Regions from separate parts of the Arabidopsis thaliana genome. Here region 2 is linked to region 1. Evidence: chromatin contacts called from public ChIA-PET data. All regions are on one chromosome and are shown on one strand. Each heading gives the region's core, a stretch centred on a gene start, on an enhancer-like site or on the middle of the called end of the contact. The rest is flanking DNA. Distances are from core to core; before and after follow the strand shown.

What was found. ChIA-PET counts read pairs in DNA pulled down with a chosen protein or histone mark.
Region 2: an H3K4me3 ChIA-PET map of shoot shows a contact between it and region 1, with 11 read pairs. The contact joins the promoter of TTL4 here to the promoter of AT3G58530 in region 1. A contact is called at or near these places in 3 of 26 Hi-C or Micro-C datasets (callus, rosette leaf and seed embryo) and 1 of 2 datasets of contacts at active chromatin or transcription factors (shoot).

Annotation. Positions count from the first base shown.
Region 1 is chr3:21,643,829-21,647,022 of TAIR10.1, forward strand. AT3G58530 (RNI-like superfamily protein) reads left to right here and starts at 1,719. Exons shown (of 12, transcript NM_115715.2): 1 at 1,719-2,101; 2 at 2,191-2,250; 3 at 2,371-2,454; 4 at 2,607-2,737; 5 at 2,821-2,896; 6 at 3,045-3,115. The coding sequence starts at 1,931. It overlaps AT3G58520 (Ubiquitin carboxyl-terminal hydrolase family protein), which reads right to left and starts at 1,720. Exons shown (of 2, transcript NM_115714.4): 1 at 1,172-1,720; 2 at 1-1,071. The coding sequence starts at 1,449. The coding sequence ends at 93.
Region 2 is chr3:21,678,447-21,681,640 of TAIR10.1, forward strand. TTL4 (tetratricopetide-repeat thioredoxin-like 4) reads left to right here and starts at 1,581. Exons shown (of 7, transcript NM_115724.4): 1 at 1,581-2,822; 2 at 2,893-3,088; 3 at 3,186-3,194. The coding sequence starts at 1,951.

The sequences.
Region 1 (3,194 bases), core at 469-2,968:
TCCGTTCCGTTACTTCAAAAAGATAAAATGCAGGTACATAAATTGTTGCTCTGTGTGAATTAACATACAACAATTAGATTCAACAACTATTGCTATTCAGCTTCAGAATCTTCTTCAAGCTCACTTCCTTCCACAATCTCTTCTTCTTCAGAGCCTTCTTCCTCAAGGTCATCCTCTGGCCTATCAAGCAAAAGTTCCTCTTTAGAGACCATGCCTAGCCCTCTCGCCCGATAAAGAAACCCTGTTCTCATCACATGATAAAACTTATCTCGAAGACGAGTGAGAGGATGCGGATCCACTAGTTTTCCTCGGCGATACCCTTCTTTGAGGATCACAGTTGTTGTCTTACACTTCAATGAGAGGTAGAAAATGCCGGGGTATCGCGTGAATAGACGAGTGAACTTGTGCGGAATGTTGAGCTCCGCTCTCATGCTTCTCAAGTAGTTCCTCTTGGTTTTCTTGTGGATAGTCAAGCTCAAGAGCTCGTGCAAAACAGCCACAGCTCGTTTCTCCATGAGATCGCTTTCCGGATCAATGTTACTCGGGTCATCGTAAGGAGATATGTAGGGAAGTTTTTGAAACTCATCCATCCATGCTTTGACCTTCTTCTGTGCTCCATATCCTCTAGGGAAACTCATAGGAAAAGTCAACGTAGACTGACCTCTCTTGAACTCGCGGTATCTAGACTCCTCCCCGGAAACATCATTGTCCTCGTTTCGCTTCTGCAGCGCCGAGAATGCGAACTCATCACGCCATTTTACAAGCTTTAAACACGGGTTACCATTAGAAGCCTTGACGAAGCAGAAATGATCAGGGTATTTCATGACTAGCGTCTTTTCGTAGTTATCGGGTAAACCGAGATCGAATTTGAGAGAATGTAGTGATCTAAGAGAGACAGTTTTTGATCTCATCATCATCAGAACTCTACAGAGTCTCTCCACTGTATCAGCCTCGTGGCTTTGATGAATAATCTCTTCTTGTGAGTCAAGCATTAGTGCTGTGTCCGTTAGCTTGAAACATGGTAAGCTTGCGTAACGAGCATGAGGAAATTCGTGAAACAGAGTCGGATACCTGCAAAAATGTCAAGACTTTCATTACCATTCTTACAAAATTGATTTCTTTCTAAACCGTTTGTTCCAGTAACAATTGAAATTTTCTCTGATTGTGATACCTGCGCAAGAAGCGGAGAACAGGGACGGTGAGACCAAGGAGTTTTTGCCAATCGGCGACGGATTTTGCGGTGAGGAAACCAGTGGGAGATCGCTTTATGGCGTCTTTGAGGATACAAGCTGCTTTGAGATCGGTCTCAGTATCAATGACGTGATCCAGGTTCTTGTTCTTCACCCACTTCAGTCTCACCTTTGTCATTGCACCCATTCCTCGCCATTGTTGATGCTGGTGAAACAGCTTACTCACCGAAAAGAGAAAGCTTTGTGATTTGACGAACATCTAAAGAGATTTGACGAAAGCGCGAAATGTGGATGATCTGTAATTGAGAGTGCAAAATGGGTTTAGGGTTTAGTGTTCTCTCGGAGTTTAGTTAGGACTTATCATTGAAAGAATGAATAGAGAGAAGTAGGGGAGAGTAATGCAGAGAAGGTGCTCGACGAAATGCCTGAACGAATCTAAAAGCGAGATTTTTCGACTTCTAACTCTAGGCCCACAGGCTACAGTCAAAGTAAGCCTTTTAAGTTGGTTCGCGATATGTTTTTGCAGACAGAACCTAAAAACTTGGAACTTCTTTTTATCTGCGGTACACAGCCAAATTTGCAAAAATAAGTTCCAACGCGTCTAGACTCGATTCGTGCGACTCGGGAAGACTAGGCTCGTTTAAAGGTTCACGCTTTTGATATTTCGAGCTCCTAGAGACCTAGACTCTAGTCCTGAGGCTGATTGGTAGAGGAAATTGGAAAAGCTTGGATTGAAAACTATGGAAGCGAAGAAAGTGACAGAAGAGGAAGAAGAGACGTGGAGGAGAGAGATAGTAACAAGCGTTATGAGATTAGTGAGTACGAGATTGCCTCAGACAGATCTAATTTCTCTACTTCTGGTTAGCCCATGGCTTTATCGCACCCTCATCTCCTATCCTTCAATCTGGCTGGTAACTAAACTTTGACTTCTTTTAAGTCTTTCCAAGTTTTCAAAAAAATTATACTTATCTGATTCAAAGTGTTGATTGTTCCCTTTCAGACCATCAATTTGCGCGAGATGACCAATGCAGGGGATCGGCTTTTAGCTGCTCTGTCCTTGGTTAGTTTACAATATAAAAAAGTTTGATACTTTGATACTGGACTGTGCTTGAATTCAACTTGTTGTGAGTGTTTGGAAAGTTTGAGCAGAAGTCACTCATCATGCTTTCAAATCGTGTAGCCAAGATATCGACAAGTGAAGCATATCAATCTTGAATTTGCCCAGGGTGTTGTGGACAGTCATCTTAAACTTGTGAAAACCGAGGTAAATGTTTTGTAGATTCTACCAGTTATTAGTAATTACATATGGCTTTTATGTTTTCTGAATATTCGTCGAATTCAAGAATATTTGACTTTGTTTGACTTTGTGGATCGATTTCTTACAATAATGTACTGGCTGATTTATGAACATTTTAGTGCCCGGATGCTCTTTTGAGTCTAGAATGGTTGAATCTGAACGTGTGCCAAAAGATATCAGACAATGGAATCGAAGCTATAACTAGCATATGTCCAAAGTTAAAAGTTTTCTCTATCTACTGGAACGTAAGGTGAGATTCTGTCTTACTCATTTGTATCACACTTCTTGATTTTATCTCCTCAGACGAGCCTAATGCTTTGGTTTATTTCACAGGGTGACCGATGCTGGCATTAGAAATCTAGTGAAGAATTGCAGACATATCACTGATTTGAACTTAAGTGGCTGCAAGGTATCTTAATCTACATTTTTGGAGTCTTACTCCTGATGGGTGGCGATAATTATGGCAATGTTTAACACACATGGACACCCTTTCTCTTCTATGTTCTCTGTTTGTAATGGATGCGAATTTTGATTTGAATGTGCACCAATTGATGCAGAGCCTAACGGACAAAAGTATGCAACTAGTAGCTGAAAGTTATCCAGACTTAGAGTCACTGAATATCACTAGGTAAGTTAAATATGTTAAAGTCTCTGTGGTTATTTCAAAGTGATAGATAATCCACAACATTGTTGGATAATATCATTCT
Region 2 (3,194 bases), core at 331-2,830, 34 kb after region 1:
TTGAAATGTTATGTTACTCACCATTTCCTCTTTGTCGTTTTTATGATTGGGTCAAATGTTGCGGCCAACACCAGTACAAGTATCACAGATTTAAATTTAGCTTATGGGATCTTTCAACTAGTGCCTCACTTCTACTTGGGTGTGACTTTTTTCGATGTATTTTTTGGAGTGAATAATTCGATATTTGAGTTTAAAATGTTCATTATTGTTAGAGTGTGAAACAGTGAAAGGTGTCTCTCGGTCAATGATTTTTTTTTTTTTAGTCGGGGACCAAATTTTTATTTTCTATTTCTTATGAATAATGTACTTGATATTTCTATTTATTATACTTGCTATTTTGGGTCAAGGTTTGAAAAAAGCCGGTTCGATTGATCCAAAATTTGGAGACAATCATGTCACGGACCGTCCGGTATGGAGAAATTGCCCATATCGTCGGTTCGGCGGGATTGGGGGACCGCTTTCATAATATTCCGTCCGGTTCCGTTAAAATGTTTATTCGGCGTGCTTAGCTGGCAACTGTAGCGAAACAGCTGGCATGGTCACTCTCGCACGTGGCCAGCGTCGTCCTATATTTACTATTTTACCCCTATATAGCGCTTTCCTAATATTTCTGTTTTCTTCGTTCTACATCCATTTATTTTAGTAAGCTACGGAACCATAGAGTATATATAGAAATGGTAAATATATCAGAACACTGATTAAATTTTGATAAATGAATATTTGTGTTATTAATCCAAGAAAGAAGATAAAAATTAGCAGGCTTTTTCGAGTGAAATGCCAGCTATGCATCAGTAAATGAGCCTTCACTTCTCTTTTGCTTTATTTTCCCTATTTTTCTGCTTTTCTTTTCTGTTCTTTTGCCCTACTCTACATATAAAAATATGTTGTATTTTCCCATTTTCATGTGCAAACGAATATAATTTTTAACTTAGATCAATGTAAGTGTATATATATATAATAATTTCTATGAGCACATAAATTGATAGTCGTATGTAGTGGGAAAAAAAACACACGCAAACTTCAAAATCCAAATTTATTTTATGGCCTAAAAGTTGACTTTACCCTTTTGAGGTCTCTGACTCTAATACGAGGGGTCAAAATCCGAGGTGGCATTTTCGTTTCAAGCTGCATATACTCATTACACATTACAACAGTATTAATTTAAAATTTTGTAATAAATACATATGACGATCCATTTATTTTCTATGCGTTACATAATTTGATTCGTTTTCCATCATTTGCTTTCACAAAAAGAAAAGAAAAAAAAGAGTGATTCTTAATGGAAGTTGTCCTTATGTAGTATTTACACCGAACATATTATATGGTTGCATAGTAATTGTTTGAACCTAGATACAACAACAAGAAGAAGACACTTCTGAGTTTTTTTTTTCCTTTTTCTTTCCTGACTGTGCTTCATAAACATGTAAGATCTCGTATTTACCGCAAAAAAAAAATTCAAGATAACATTTTATTTTGACTTTTATGAATTCCGGATTTTTTTGTGGTCGGCAAATACAAGTTTCAATCTAGATTCTGTTCAAACATAAACAAACTCTAAAGTCAACCATTACATACAGACACAGACACAGTCAGTCTCTATAGTACATGATATCTAAAATGATTATATTTTTTTTAATAAAAATTTTGCATAAAATTACCGAATTTTTAGCAGACAAGCAGCCGTGAAACACACGGAAGTCGGGGAAGATAAGAGAAGCTCGTGATGAACACTAAGAAAGATCAATGTCTTAATCTGACAATTAGTCGTTTTACTTAAACTAATAATATTTTTTTAACGGTAATCTAAAATTATTTTTGATTTCAACATCTTCATTCTCATTCTTCTGCTTCCTTTTTATATATATCACAACAATCTCTCTTCTCTCTCTTCACCAATTCTTCTTCTTGATTCTCTGTGTTTATTGATTCTGAGGCTTTGGTTTCGAGAAGATGTCACATTATAGAAGACATTCGCTAGAACCTTCCATTACCAGTAAATTCCGTGATTCTTTGAGTTTCCAACGAGACGATGACGTCATCAACAAACCAGATTTCCGAGAACTCGATTTTGGTTCTCCGTTGAGGCCTCGTGGCTCCTCCTCCGCCGCTGCCACTCCCGCCGCTAGTGGCAGCAGTTCAAGCTCCTCTGGTTCTGCTTCCGGAAAACCCGCTGTCACTTCTCAGTTTGCTAGACGGAGTCACTCCGGCGAGCTTTCCGGTTTAAGCCAGACCAGTCCGGTTAAACCCGGATCCGTGAACCGGAATTTGAAACCGGGTCACAGAAGATCCGCTTCCGCTGGAACGCCGTTGATTTATTCCGGTTTGGGGTTCTCTCCGGTGAACAATAACAATAACAGTTCTCGCGGCGGAGGAAGCGGGGCTACTTCGCCGAACCCCGGCGTTTTACCTACCGGAAACATTTGTCCATCGGGAAGGATCTTAAAAACCGGAATGGCTACACGAGCCTCCGTTAGACCCGAGACTCTATGCACAGGCACGGCCAACTACGGCCACGGAAACATCATCCGCACCGGCGGAAAGGTGAGTCACGCGACGAAAGCGGCGGCGGAAATGAGTGACTCAGAGGAGGTGAAGAAGGCAGGTAACGTAATGTATAGGAAAGGGAATTACGCCGAGGCATTGGCTCTTTACGACAGAGCTATCTCATTGTCACCGGAAAATCCAGCTTATAGAAGCAATCGTGCGGCAGCGTTGGCTGCGTCAGGGAGGTTAGAAGAAGCAGTTAAAGAATGCCTTGAAGCTGTGAGATGTGATCCTTCTTACGCTAGAGCTCATCAGAGACTCGCTTCTCTTTATCTAAGGTAAAAAAAATTCTATCCTTTAAAAAGTTTTGATTGAAAAAGGATTAGTATTTGATTGGTTTGGTTTTAGATTGGGAGAAGCTGAGAATGCGAGACGTCATCTTTGTGTTTCCGGACAATGTCCCGATCAAGCTGATTTGCAGAGGTTGCAGACGCTTGAGAAGCATCTCAGACTGTGTACGGAGGCTCGAAAGATCGGTGATTGGAGAACGGTGATTAGCGAAATCGATGCAGCCATTGCAAATGGAGCTGATTCTTCTCCTCAGGTTAGAGATCAAAAAGTGGCATTGATTGCCTCTTTTGTGGTTGAATTATCAGCGAAAAGACTTTATCTTTTAAACAATGAGGTTTGATCTTGTGCAGCTTGTAGCT